Regions from separate parts of the Mus musculus genome. Here region 2 is linked to region 1. A link is a contact called in public promoter capture Hi-C data. All regions are on one chromosome and are shown on one strand. The core of a region is the stretch at or near the end of the contact, and the rest is flanking DNA. Distances in the headings are between cores, read along the strand shown. Region 1 has its middle 21 kb from the start of Mir8110. Region 2 holds the start of Chd9 (chromodomain helicase DNA binding protein 9).

What was found. Promoter capture Hi-C pulls out the DNA fragments that hold promoters and counts their contacts.
Region 2: a contact with region 1 is called in a promoter capture Hi-C map of embryonic stem cells, with 5 times the contacts expected there. The contact joins the promoter of Chd9 here to the enhancer-like site in region 1. A contact is called at or near these places in 1 of 39 promoter capture datasets (embryonic stem cells), 1 of 484 Hi-C or Micro-C datasets (embryonic stem cells), 6 of 115 datasets of contacts at active chromatin or transcription factors (astrocytes, embryonic stem cells and epiblast stem cells) and 1 of 9 other capture datasets (embryonic stem cells).

The regions. Positions count from the first base shown.
Region 1 is chr8:89,002,231-89,005,798 of GRCm38.p6, forward strand. No RefSeq gene overlaps it. Among named protein-coding and RNA genes, the nearest start is that of Mir8110, 21 kb to the right of the region's middle. RefSeq lists a cis regulatory region at 1-3,568. Within about 2 kb of position 1,306, at least 29 of the 459 cell types and tissues checked have an H3K27ac peak or open chromatin away from gene starts, as enhancers often do. A contact at or near this core is called in embryonic stem cells and epiblast stem cells, where this site is marked.
Region 2 is chr8:90,826,688-90,830,438 of GRCm38.p6, forward strand. It overlaps Chd9 (chromodomain helicase DNA binding protein 9), which reads left to right and starts at 2,148. Exons shown (of 40, transcript NM_177224.2): 1 at 2,148-2,227.

The sequences.
Region 1 (3,568 bases), core at 56-2,555:
CAGGGACTGGTGATCTCCAACAAGTACTTGAGGCCCTGTCATCTGGAGACTCCTCTCAGTCCTGGGTTCCCAGGGGACTTCTGCTGTGACTCAGAAGTTACCAGTCTGTGTTTACTTTCCTCAGTAAACAATGAGGGAATCCACTGTCCTTCAGGAAGTCTGGGGGCCAGCAGGAATCGGAGCTTTATCCATCCTTGTTCTGGCTCCACAGGAAGCTGCCTTGAGCCAGGACAAGGTTAAAGCCAGCCACCTAAATGTCCTCTTAACCCCAGGGACTCCATCTTCACCTGGGTGACAGGATTCAGTTTGGTTCTAGCCTTAGACATGTGCTCTGTAACACAGTCCAGAACTCAGATGTGGGTACAACTTGACTTGCAAAGTGAGAGGCCAGGACTTGCTGTGTGGCAGAGGAGGCTGCTGCTCTTTAACCACAGCACAAGCCGTTTGCTGCCTAGCCAGAACAGCCTCCTTCCCAGGCGCACCTGCTCAAAGCTTTCTGACTTTCTGTGACCGAGGAGAATGAAGTTGGAGAACCCACTGTACAGATGGGATTGTTGAGGCCAGAGAATTGAACGACAAGGGAAAGACAGGACTATGGACTCTATACTTCTGGAAGTTTGGGAACCAGGAAGTTGGCCTCATGCATTTGCAATGCACAGACACTGAAGTGCTTCCGATGAGCCAGATGTCCAGGAGTCTCTTCAGGACAACACCATGGTCCACACCATCGCTCAGGACCTCAAAAGAAGACACACCTGGATGTTGATACATTTAGCACACGGGCATCGACAAATGTACTTTTAAAAAGTCTTCCCTAGGGGCTCTATGAGAGATGGCTCTATGGTTAAAAGCACAGGCTGCTCTTCTAGAGGACCCCGGGTCAGTTCCCAGCACCCACATAACAGCTCACAACTGTCTGTAACTCCAATTCCAGGGGTCCGGACACACAGACATACAGGCAAAACACCAATGCATATAAAATAAAAAATAAATCATTTTAAAAGTCTTTCCTTTGACCCAGCATTTTTTTTTTCTGGTAGTGTTTTTTTGCTTTGTTAAAATTCCTTGCCCATTCACTTATGCCTAATCTAAGGCTAGCCCAAATCATCCCAAAGGGAAGTGGCTATGGCTTACCACCTGTCAGTCTAACCTAACAAGAAGGTACTTTGTAGATTAGTCTGGACCTGAGCTTTGTCCTTGCCTTCAAATGGGGAATGTCAATGTCTCCTTTTTTCCTGTCAGCAGTGACTGGGGCTTCCTTCCCTGCCTGAGCCACCTTGGTGGTATGTGTCCCCTCCTGTAAACAGCTGGGCCCTCCTTGGCAGCTGCTGCCGCCGATTAGTAAATTACAAGGTCAAGATTAAGAAAGGAATGGCTAAAGAATAAAACCTTTAGTCAGGCAACTTGAAGTCAGGCTGGTACAATGAACACCTGTTGAGAAAGCCCATTATTAGGAACTGGGGCTCGGAGCGGAAAGAGCACTGTGAATTAATTTTGAACGCCTCGCAGAATTTTGCATAACAAATGATCTCCGATGGGGGTGTCCAGGGACTTGAGCTTGGGGGAGGGGGAGGACAGATTTCATTTCTAGCAAGGTAACATAAGCCTGGCTAGGACATTAAAATCTACCATTGACGGCCCTTGTCTGTATCCCTCTGTTTGGAGCAGATTGTGCGTGCTAAGGTTACCGTGTATTATGCTTCTGGGGAAAAAAGAGTAACAATTGATATCAAAATCTTTTCAAAGAAGTTGAGAAAGCATGAGGTCAGAGACTCGTGACTCCCAGATTGTTAAATCATTTATTTATGTCTGTGTCTGTGTAAATGGAGATTGGGGGATATGTTTTGTGTTTTAAGCAGCCTGTGTTTTATTTTTCAGACACACACTACCTTTTTTGTAAGACAGGAAGAGTGTAATAGATTTGTTAAAAATGGATTCGCTTGCTGTTAGATGACCTTTGTACTTTGTAATGTCATCAGGACTGAGAACTAAAAGTTAGGCATTACTAGTGCTGAGGTGCTGGGGAGTTGACTGTGGGGGTGGGGTGCTGGAGGCACTGACTATTAAGCAGTTTCTTTCTTTCCTGAAAAGAAAGAGACTTCAACTAAAAGACATGGCATCCCTACCTGTCTGCCAAGCCCCCCCCTCCCCCCCGATTAAATCTAAAAGCAGGCATCCCATCTGCTTGCCCAAATGAAGAGTGTAATATTCTACTAACTACTTTCTATTATCGCTCAACTTAAAGGTTTCTTGGGAAAATGATCCTCAATTCATTTGAAGTTTGTCTGCCACACAAAAGGAAGCTCCGGAAAGCTCAGTGCTGTGCAGTGAAGACACAGCACACCAGCTGACTCTGAGCTGTGTTCTCAACACCTGACAGTTAATATCACAGGAATGTTCATAGCGGTAGACTCCCATTTTTTCGTGAGTCAGAAAACCTAGAAATATCCCAAGGAGAAGGGACAACTAAGAACATAAGCAAAATTAAATTAAAACTACTGTGAATTTCCATCTCACCTCAGCCTAAATGGCTACCATTATTTAAAAAAAAATAGCAAATGCTTTTGAGGGAAAATGGGGTGGGGTTGGTGGACCCTTATACAGTACTGGTGCCACTGTTAATTGGTACAGTCACTGTGGAAATCAGTACAAAGGATCCTTTAAAAAAACGTAAAGCCGGGCGTGGTGGCGCACGCCTTTAATCCCAGCTCTCGGGAGGCAGAGGCAGGTGGATTTCTGAGTTCGAGGCCAACCTGGTCTACAAAGTGAGTTCCAGGACAGCCAGGGCTACACAGAGAAACCCTGTCTCGAAAAAGAAAAAACAAAACAAACAAACAAACAAACAAAAAACGTAAAAGGAAGCCTGTAGTGGTGGCTCAAGCCTTTAATCCCAGCACTTGAGAGGCAGAGGCAGGCAGGTTTCTTGGTTCGAGGCCAGCCTGGTTTACAGACTGAGTTCCAGGACAGCCAGGGCTATACAGAGAAACCCTGTCTGAAAAAAAAACCAAACCAAACCAAACCCCCAAAAGTGAAAGGAGAACTGTTAGATGACCAGAGACATAGCGGGAGGAGTCTAAGTCACTGTTCCATTGAGACATGTGTACATCTTGTATGGAGCTGCTTTATTCTCAACAGCCAAGATATGGAATCAGCCTAGGTACCATCGACAGATGAAGGGACAAAGAAAGTGTGATGAACAATGAACAAGAGATTCCCCCCCCCAATAATAAAGAACAAAACTATATGATCTGCAAGAAAGTAGATGGCCCTGGAGGTCACTGTGCTAAGGGAAGAAAGCCAGACTCACGGACTAGTATTATCTACTTTCTCTTATAGTCAGAAACTAGATTTTTTTAAAAGACATTAAGTAGGAAGAAGGTTCTTTGGGAAGAGTAAGAGGACCACTGTGGGATGGAGGCAAAGGACATGATATATGGATGTGAAATGTCACAATGAAACCCAGTCTTTTGCATAATGAATATGTGCCAATAAAAAGTAATGCATCTAAAAAGGCTATAAGCAAAGTCTTGTTTTCTTTTTTCTCCTGTGAGTGGGGGTGTTGAAAATC
Region 2 (3,751 bases), core at 898-3,397, 1.8 Mb after region 1:
TGTATATATGTCTATATATATGTATATATATGAATTCTCAAGAATTTATTTTGAATATATTCATCACTCAGGTCCTCCCAGATCCTACTCATTCAACTTCTTGCTGATTCTCTCTCTCTCTCTCTCTCTCTCTCTCTCTCTCCCTTTTCCTCTCTCTCTCTCTCTTTCTCTCTCTCCTCTCTCCTCCCCTCCCCTCCCCTGTATCCCTCCCCAGTTTCTGTTGCCTGCTATTCTTGCATGTGGAGCCTACCTAGGGTATGGTCGCTATACCTTGGGGTCCAACCATGACTTAACCTCTCCAGGTAGCTATCAACCCCAGTGGTTCCTCAGCTGGGTGTGACCTTCCTGTCCACCTCCCTACTCCACGCTGGTATTGTGTCTGCTTTGTCTCGCTCACTGTGGTGTGCAGGCTGTAAGTGTGGGAGAGCTTTTGTGGTGTTCTTGAGTGGATCCCTTGTCTGCTCAGTGTCTGAGGTATAGAGACTCAGTTAATATTCACTTAAAGAAGAAACAGGCCAGGCAGTAGTGGAGCACACCTTTAATCCTAGCACTTGGGAGGCAGAGGCAGGTGGATTTCTGAGTTTAAGGCCAGCCTGGTCTGCAGAGTGAGTTCCAGGACAGCCAGGGCTACATAGAGAAACCCTGTCTCAAAATAACAAAGAAGAAGAAGAAGAAGAAGAAGAAGAAGAAGAAGAAGAAGAAGAAGAAGAAGAAGAAGAAGAAGAAGAAGAAGAAGAAGAAGAAGAAGAAGAAGAAGAAGAAGAAGAAGAAGAAGAAGAAGAAGAAGAAGAAGAAGAAATAAAGGTTGCATGAGTGCATTAAATAATCCAGCATTTAAAAATAATCCACTAAAAATTATATACTTGCATACTGTGTGTGTGGCAAGTGCCTATACCTGCTGAGACATTTCCCAGGCTAGCCTGGAGTTTACTATGTAAACCAGACGCTGCTTCTGACTCCCGAGTACAACCAATCACCACTCCGGCAATTTTTTGTTTTTTCTAAATCCACTATTTTTTTTAAGGGATTCATTATACTTTTTTTAAAAAAGATTTATTTATTTATTATATGTAAGTACACTAGCTGTCTTCAGACACACCAGAAGAGGGAGTCAGATCTCGTTAGGGATGGTTGTGATCCACCATGTGGTTGCTGGGATTTGAACTCAGGACCTTCGGAAGAGCAGTCGGGTGCTCTTACCTGCTGAGCCATCTCACCAGCCCTAAATCCACTATTTTTGTAACACTGTCCACTATGTCTTAGTTAGAAGAAAATACTGAAACCTGCTGGAAAGGACCGGCCTGAAGATCCCCTCAGCTCTACAATGCGTGGTAATAGGACTTCCGTGGACAGTGGACTTCATTTAGCGTCATCTGATCTTAATTATCAGCTAATTAGTTCTCAGCCTGGAGCAGTTCTCCCTCCAACCAGGGAGACATTTGGAAACCCAAAGGGGTGTTTTTGGCGTCACAGTGATGAAGGAGGTTGTTGCTGGAATGTGAGGCTAAGGAGTCAGGGATGCCAGGCGACCCGCCAAAGACATGCTAATGAGCCTCCGGAAGAAACACCACCTGGGTGGCCAAATCCCAAGGGTTCTAATTGTGTCTCCGGGACTCCACCCCCGTACTGGTACAGACAGGGTTGTTACAGACAGGTCAGCAGAAGGTAATGGAGGCATCAGAAAACCAGGGAAAGGGTGGGAGGTGACGTGAAGGACTGCTGATAGGGATAGGCATCCCTGGGCTTGAAATAAACCCAGTCCGTGGCATCCTCGGATGCTCCCAGGGTGTTTAAAGGAGAAGCCACGCCAGACTAGGGCGTACTGAAAGCTGACGGTGGAAAGGAAAGATCCATGAGCCCTGCCAGGAAAATCCCAGGGTGGATCCCAGGTCAGAGGCCCAGACCTGACAGCTCCTCCACGCCTCCAAGAAAAAGTACAACAAATTCCGTTCCCCACGCTCCCCAAGGGGTGAAGGTGGTGCAGCCCAGGCCAAATCTGCGCCCCCCCCCCGGGCTCCGCGGTGTTGGAAGCCACCAGCGTGGGAAGGCCCAGCTGCATTTCCGCCCTGCACTGCGCTCGCACCTCCCAGCCCCTGCCCGCGCTACCATCTTACGGCCACTAGGTGGTGCCTGCGCTCTAGTGGCGCCTGTCTGGCGCCGGCGAGGGAGACAGATGGAACCAGAGTCCTAGGGTTCCGGGGACTGGAGGACAGCGCCGGCAGCTAAGGTAAGGATTCCTCGGGCGTGTCCCTAGAATGTCTGAGGCTGGGGTGGGTTGGCCGCCGCGCAACCTCGTTTGTGGTTTGCATTGATGACCAACGAGGACAGAGCGGCCACATGTGCTGTTGCCCCAAGAGGACCTGGAGCCCCGCTGTCCCAGAGCTGGGCCTAAGCTGAGCAGAACCCCAGGTCCCTGGCTCGCACTCAGACATCCTTCACGAGCCTGGGCCTCCGGAAGGCACGCCCAGCCCCCACACAGCAAGTCTTCAACACAGAAAGGTGGGACTGCTGTCCTAGGGTGCCTCCAGTTGAGCTGAGGGGAGAACAGGATCGCAGCACTTCTCAAACTTGGGCATGCATTGATTGTTGGTTAAGGGATAGTAAGGCATGCTGCTGTCTGGGTTCCATGCCTCCACCCCCACCCCGAGCCCCAGATGTAATTGGTTTGAGTTGGACGTGGGGAGCTTTTATTAAAAACTTCCCCCAGGGGATTCCAGCTTGCAGCCAGATTCAAGGGCTCTTTGACCAAAAGAGTTAGAGAAGACCCTATTACAAGCCCGGAAGGCTTCTCTTCCCTCCCCCTCCCTCTTGCCTTTTCAACCAGCAATTGCCTCTGCCTTTGGGCTGTCAAACTCAGTGTGACAAGCCAACACCCTACCCCAAAGGGTGGAACTCAGAAGTGCCAGAGAAAAGAGAGCCAATCAAATCATGTACAGTATGAAAGGGTTCCCCAAGTGGATAGGAGGAGAGAGGGGTTCTCCCCCACTCTAATCCCAGATGAGTGCAGGAGTGGATCCAGGCTGCACTCATCCTTCTGATCAATGGAGCCAAGCACACCCGGGGGCGGGGGGGGGGGGTGGACGACGACTTTGTAACTAGTAAAAAATGGCCCCGTGAATCTTATGTAACAGCCAAGTGTTAGCAGCAGGAGCCTGGACTCTCCAGAGCCAGCCCTCCCTTATTTGTGTCTTTAAATAAACTCACTCAATCACCCTCACTTTCAGTTTCCACATCTATGGAATGGGTACAGAGGTATAAAACTCTCAAGAGTTGCTATGGGAACGATTAAGACTGAAAGCCTGTGTTTACAGATAGTAGTTCTGTGCCAGGCACAGTTCATCCTGTGCACCATCACAACTCTTATCATAATCCACAGAGTAGCAGGTACTGTAGACAGAAGTAACCCATCTGGGAGCTAAGATACCCCACTTTGATGTCCCAAAAGCTGGGACTTAGGAACCAAAGGGCTTGCTGGAAGTTATCAACATGATCAGAGGCAGACTAGGAGCTAGGAATGTGGCTTTGTTGCTAGAGTGCTTGCTAAGTATACATGAGACCCTAGGTTCTCTCTCTCTCTCTCTCTCTCTCTCTCTCTCTGTCACACACACACACACACACACACACACACACACCACACATACACACACACACACACACACACACACACACACCAAGCAGATACCTAGTCCAGGGGTGAACCCATGGTCACGAGCATGACCCTTCCACTGAACTTCTTCAATCCATCAATGGA